Regions from separate parts of the Canis lupus genome. Here region 2 is linked to region 1. Evidence: chromatin contacts called from public Hi-C data. All regions are on one chromosome and are shown on one strand. Each heading gives the region's core, a stretch centred on a gene start, on an enhancer-like site or on the middle of the called end of the contact. The rest is flanking DNA. Distances are from core to core; before and after follow the strand shown. Region 1 holds the start of RFXAP (regulatory factor X-associated protein). Region 2 holds the start of ZAR1L (ZAR1-like protein).

Region 1 (3,240 bases), core at 218-2,717:
TAAAAAAAAAAAAAGTGATGAGTTTTGAGATTTTAAGCTTTTAAAAATAATTTGTTTATGTAATTTAATTTTTAATAATGACAGTGTTTAACTTCCGGCTCATTAAATTCCTGATATTTTAACAACTGGTTCTCATCGATTTGGTCTAGCACACCACTGCCTGACCCTGTCACCACTGAGAAAGCCAAAGCTCAGAGGCTGTCACTAACTAGACCTGGTCACACAGGGCAGTGCCACCCAGGTCTGTCTAAGGCCACACTTTCTTCTACCCGCCGTACCTCTCTTGGAAATGCAGCTGCTGATCTACTCACACATCAGCATCTAAACGCCTTAATGTGCGCGCACTTATCATTGGTTGGATAGTCATCGCTTTCCTTGGCAAAAGGTGGAGTGCAAAACCCGACGAGGCAAGGAGCAAGGGATAAATGGAAGGAGCACAACCCCTTGACAGTTTCGTTCAAGACCTGTCAGGATCATTTCCCCCCCGTGAGATTTGGCTAATTTAAGATTTAGCAACCAGCAAGTGGGCAACAACTGGCAAAAATGACAGATCATTTACTGTTCTCTTTTTTAACATTTGTCATCCACGGTTGCCTTTCACGCATTTTCACTGCTATGAATGAAAACGTCATTAAAAGACCTACCCTAGCAGTCATAGCAAATGACAGTAAATGTCAAGAGAAAAAACAAATTTATCAGGAACAAATCATGTCGGATCTCAACACAAATTGAACTTGGGCCCCAAGTGTCCTTCTCCGCTATCCGATTTTCAAACGGGCCGCCTCTGCCGTCCTGGACTGATGCCCCGAGCCCCGGGTTGGGACACCGCCCACCACACCCCAGCTTCGCATTCCCCGACTCCAGGCAGCGTGGGGCGAACGATGGTCAGTAGCGTCCGAACGCCACAGACATGAAATCGCTCAGGAACAAACTCTGCACCGTGGAGTTCCAGCTCACAAGTGTTCTGAAACTTTTTAAACACAATAGGTTGCAGCAAAAAAGCGCCGTCTTACCGGGCGCCCAGGAGCTTCGCGTCCACACACAGCGGGCAGCGCGGCCGCTGCGGCGCCGACCAACCCGCCGCCGCCGCCGCCAGCGCCGCGCTTGCGCAGTCAGTTCCTGCGCGGGGGACTGAGCCCCGCCCGTCAGAGACGCCGCGTTCCCAGAAAGGTCCCTGGCGTGGGAACGCTCCCGCGCAGGCGCAGGCCCAGGCCCAGGCGCAGGCGCAGGCGCAGTCGGGGCTGCCCGCGGAGCCGACCTGTTTCCCGCCGGCTTGCGCGGACTCTGGGGTGCGGAGAGCCGTTGGGCCCTGCGGGTGCTGAGGGGCTGGGGTCGTGGACCCCGCAAGGTGTCAGCAGCACGGAGGTGCAGGGTGTCGTCGACGGTGCGGGGCCGGGCGCAGCCTGCGGCGCGCTCCGCCCCGGGGCCCCCACCCCCGCCCCCGCCCCCGCCCCCGCCCCCGCCCCTGCTCCGGGCCAGGCCCTGGCTCCGGCCCCTGTCCCGGCCGCCGCCTCGCAGTTCGCCCTCCTGGTGATGCACCCCTGCGGCGGGCAGGACGACTCCGCGGCCGAGGGCGTCCCGAGGCGGGCTCCGGCCCTGGGGGACGGCGCCGGGGCGGGCAAGCCCATTCGGTACCTGTGCGAGGTGGCGGGGGCCGGCGAGGAGGAGGCGGGGGACGACGAGGCCGACCTGCTGGACGCTTCTGACGCCCCGGGGGGAGGCGAGAGCACGGCTAGTTTGGAGGACCTGGAGGACGAGGAGACCCACTCCGGGGGCGAGGGTGGCAGCGGCGGAGCCCGGCGACGGGGCGGCGGCGGGGGCAGCACGAGCAAGACCTGCACCTTCGAGGGTTGCAGCGAGACCACGAGCCAGGTGGCCAAGCAGCGCAAGCCTTGGATGTGCAAGAAACACCGCAACAAGATGTACAAGGACAAGTACAAAAAGAAGAAAAGTGACCAGGCCCTGAACTGCAGTGGGGCCGCCCAGGCCGGCAGCACAGGAAACGTCAGACTGGAGGTATCAGACCTTAGCCGGGGCCTTGGGCTTGGGGGAGTGGGAGGTGGTTAGAAGAAACTCCACTCTTAGCCGCCGCCCCAGATGGGCCGGGTTGCTGTAGCTGGACTTGTGGCTGAGAGTGAGTGAGTACTTGTCCTAAATTAAAGTTTATACAGACATGTGCAAAAGCCTTAGCAGTTCTGTTGCATCCTTGTGATAGATGAATAGATGTCCGCGGAAATGATGTGACACATCAGCAGCTCCGGCATTTCAAACATCTGGGATATGGGCTGGAAGGACAGATAGTAAGTGATTGATCTGGTTCATCGTTAAAGGAGCAAAGAGACAGGAACCTCGATGAAATCGTACTTTGGAGAAGGTGATCTTTTTCTGATTTCATTACCCTATTCACAGCATCCTGTTGTCAGTATCCCTATTCTTAAGCAAGCTGTTCTAGTACCCCTGTGCTTGGTATTCTGTTCTTGGTGTCCTGTTCTCAGTTAATCTTATTCTTTGTACTGTGTTCTCAGTAAATCTGGTCTCGGTAGCCTTATACTTAATAGACGTGTTCTCAGTACTCCCATGCTTAGTACCCTGTACTTTATACCTTGTTCTCAGTATCCTTGTTCTTAGTACCCTATTCTCACCTTTTTTTAAAGGTAATAATTACAGAATTTTTATTTCTTTTAAGTTTTTTTTTTAAGATTTTATTTATTTATTCCCGAGAGACAGAGAGAGGGACAGAGAGAGAGAGAGAGAGAGGCAGAGAGAGAAACAGCCTCCATGCAGGGAGCACAATGTGGGATTCGATTCCGGGACTCCAGGATCAGGCCCTGAACTAAAGGCAGACACTCAACCACTGAGCCACCCAGGTCGTCTCTGTCCCTTACTAGATCTTTTCTTAGTGCTCTTAGAAAAGAAAATGGAATAATAATAATGAGGTGTAAATCTCAGAAAGATTTTTGGAGTGTTTGATTTGAACTGTGTTGAAGGTTAAAGCCAATGCTTTACAAAGCATTGCTTTTTTTTTTTTTTTTGTTTACATGCGTTTATTTTATTCTATTCACATTGTACAATTGTTATACAACCTACAAAAAGTACAAAAACCTAATCCATTTTCCAATGCCAAGTCAGAGCAAAGTTACAAGGAGAATTTGGGTGTCCTGCACAATTCATACTGCCTGTCACATGATGTATTTAAAGCTGTAAGTATTGCCACAGGAGAATCTCTTGTCTTTGCAGCGA
Region 2 (3,240 bases), core at 316-2,815, 3.9 Mb before region 1:
CCCCATTCATAGTTATTATCAAGGCAACCATGATAATTTAGCAGCTCATTTCTCGGAAACAAGAATCCCAGAATAATCCTTGTCTCTCGTACTTTTCTCATGTTCTTTCAACTGCCACCAGCACAATCTCCCCGAACAAAAATCTGATCACATACTTGAGTTGAAACCCCACCTATCTCATTTCCAATAGTAATGGCCATGAGACTTTCTGTTTTCACATGTTTAAAGTTGTCCCCCTATTTGACCAAAAAGTTACAAAACCTATAGGCCACGTAAAACACATTTCCAGAACTACCTCTCCATCAAGTAAAAGGAGAAAGTGAAAGACGATTTTGCTCTGTTGGCCCAGAAATGGAAAAGAGAAAGGTGGGATGAGGCTAGCTGAGACCTGAGGACAGGTAGGAGAAAGTTCACCTGGAAAGTGGGTTTCCTGAGCAGATCTGCTCCACCAACTCCCTGTGCCTGCTTACTCTTCTCTTTCCGAGGACTTGAGGCGTCTTCCTCCTCCAACTCATTGTGCTGGTGAGGCTCCTCCTGCTTGTCTTCTTCTGACCTTGGCATTGGTGGTGGCTGCTGCTGCTGCTGCTCACTGGCCTCAGTGGGATGCAAAAGAGCCTTCCTCTCTTGGTCTTCCCCTTCCCTCTGCAGCTGAATCAAGCTCCTGTGGCCCATGACTGGTGAATAGACTCCCCAGGCTGTCAGGGGTGCCTTGTGGCCTGCACTGCCCCAAGGGGAGCGGCTGCACAGGGTGCGAGGCCCCAGCGAGCACTGCACAGACTTGTCTACCCGTGGGCTCACTTGCACACCCACTTCCCTGGTGTTGGCCCTATAAAGCTGCAAGCTCAGACTGGGGTTCATCTGAGAGAGAATGGCCTTAAGCTGTGCCCTCTTGTAAGGGTCCATGCAGTAGTGAGAGGCATTGGCAGGCACCAGCAACCCAGGCCTGGCCAGGAAATTGGGGGGACCAGTATTTCGCCTCCAGTCAGGCTGTTCGTGTTCAGAGAGTCCAGGATGACCCAAAGGCACTGTATTCCCATAGCCCTGGTACAAGCCATAGGGAACACGGACAAGACGCTCCATCTGCTCACCTGGTGCCCAGGCGCAGCACAATATTCCTGGGCGGTTTCTGTCTCCTAGTTTTGCCTTCCACCTTCATCCACCCCTTCTTTTTCCTGATCAAGTTAGTACAGGTTCATTCCAAGCTTCTCCCTTTATTTCAGATTCCAATGGGAGCTGCTGCCTATTACCCTAATTAAAGGAGGACAGGAGATCTACCTATCTAGAGGTCTAATTTCCACCTGATTCCTAATTGCTCTTCCCTACCTCTCCAATACACTCTTCCTGAATCTTTTTCAAAGCTGTTTTTTATTTCTGACTTCTTATTCACACACATGCTTTCATCAGCAAGTCACCCGTGTATCCTATAATAACTATTTTAGAGATCTTGTTTTAAAGCATATAGTAAATCAAATACAAGTAGTAAGTTATTGAAGCAGCAAAGTAGAAGAGTATATTACGGCAGAGCTAATGAATACAAAGACCCTAGAGCCACAGAAGCAAGGAGAATAGTGTTATGGGCGGGGGGGGGGGGGGGGGGGGGGGGGTGTAGGGGTGTATATAGTGCGAGAAAATGTATTTCAGAGGGTCTTACTGCATGCCAACAGTTCTCATTAACTCACTCCTAGTGAGGACCCATTTCCAAAAAGGTGAAAAAAGCAAGTTGTTTTAATTTACAGGGTAAATGGAAACTGAAACACGGGCTATGTATCTGAAATCAAAGGGAATTGAATGGAAACCTGAGCCTTGTCACTAGGCAAGTTACTTAACCAGATGATTTGGTTTCCCCATCTGACAATACTAACCAATTTACAGGATTTTTTAAATAAGATTTAATGTGATACTACTACATAGCACAAAACAGAATAAATCATGAATGTTCAGTAAGCGGGAACCACCACAGGCTTCAGTGTCTGTGTCGGGAAGGCTCCCTGCTGCAGCTAAAGACTACGATCCAACTAAAGCGCCGCCTATGTAGCCAGCTAGAGGCCACCCTTTTTCTAATCCAAGGCTGTTTCGCTGTTTACTGCTCCAGAGCTTCCCGGAAGCACCAAGGCCTAGGGGTAGCTCAGTCCACACCAGCTGAAAGTTTTCTAGGTTATACAACAAACCTGAATTAAGCTTCGTGCTAATGCCACAGACCCTTCTCCCAGGGCGACTTGGAGAGAAGACAGGCAGAGCCAGGTGACTGGCCCCCCGAGAATGTAAAGGACGCTGCGGGAGCCCGCGGAAGGTGCAGCGCCTAACACTGCAGGAGCGGGTTAAAGTGGTTCCACAGGTTTTCAAGGGGGCAAGCCGGCTTCGAGGGCTCGGAAACCGGCCACCCAGGAGCAGCCCACGGACTAACTGACGCCCGCTGGTCCAGGTCGCATCCCGATCCAGCCACCGGGGCAGTCGGCCACAACCACGTTGACACTGGCGGGCGGACGCCCGCTCTACGGGCAGAGTAAAGGTCTGTCAAAGACCCCGGGTCAGGCCGCCCGCGGCCACCCAAACGCGAGGTGGAGTAGAGAGAATGGGGAGGAGGCGGGGAGTATACACGGGGCGCGGTGACCCCCAGCAGCGCCGCGTCGAGCTGCGAAGGGCTCAGGGAGAGGAGAGCGAGCACCCCGACTCCCTCTTCACACGGTTCCAGGCCGACCGCCCAGCAGCCGAACGAGGACTCGGCTTTCGCCACACGGACGCGCCCGCCGCCCGCCGCCCGCTCCCCGCCCCCTGCCCCCTGCCCAGAACCCGACTTCCGGGAGGCGCGCACGCTGCGTGTCGCGTCATGCGTCACTGCGTGTCGCGTCGGCGGAGCGGGTTTTTGGCGCGAGGATCTGAAAGAAGGTCGGCGGAGGCGGAGGCGGAGCTGCTGGGGCTTGGCGCTCTGGAAGTCGTCCCAGCCGCGGGTCGCCGAGGAAAGGAGCCTGCGGGTCAGCTTTCTGGCCGAAGTGCCGGCGCGAATTTGTTAGCCGTCTCCGGCCAAAAAGAGCGGCACCTCGGAAGGCGGTTAGTGTTGGCTGGGTGGAGACGGACGGGCCTGTCTTCCGCGGCGTGAGGCGGCGGGGGCGGCGCCTCTTCTTCACGGGGCGAGGGCCGGGGCCTCCTGCCCCCACGGCCTCTGCAGCCTCTCACCCACCGGGAGAAAAGGGCCCACGGTTCGGCTCCTCAGCGAGGCAAACGCGAGCCCCGCCCCTTCCC

Evidence for each region. A called contact is a pair of places that touch in the nucleus more often than the background predicts.
Region 2: a Hi-C map of amygdala shows a contact between it and region 1, with 20 times the contacts expected there. The contact joins the promoter of ZAR1L here to the promoter of RFXAP in region 1. A contact is called at or near these places in 2 of 9 Hi-C or Micro-C datasets (amygdala and blood).

The regions. Positions count from the first base shown.
Region 1 is chr25:3,934,123-3,937,362 of UU_Cfam_GSD_1.0, reverse strand. It overlaps RFXAP (regulatory factor X-associated protein), which reads left to right and starts at 1,467. Exons shown (of 3, transcript XM_038573224.1): 1 at 1,467-2,016. The coding sequence starts at 1,534.
Region 2 is chr25:7,849,624-7,852,863 of UU_Cfam_GSD_1.0, reverse strand. ZAR1L (ZAR1-like protein) reads right to left here and starts at 1,565. Exons shown (of 4, transcript XM_038573332.1): 1 at 415-1,565. The coding sequence starts at 1,080. BRCA2 (BRCA2 DNA repair associated) reads left to right here and starts at 2,880. Exons shown (of 27, transcript NM_001006653.4): 1 at 2,880-3,048.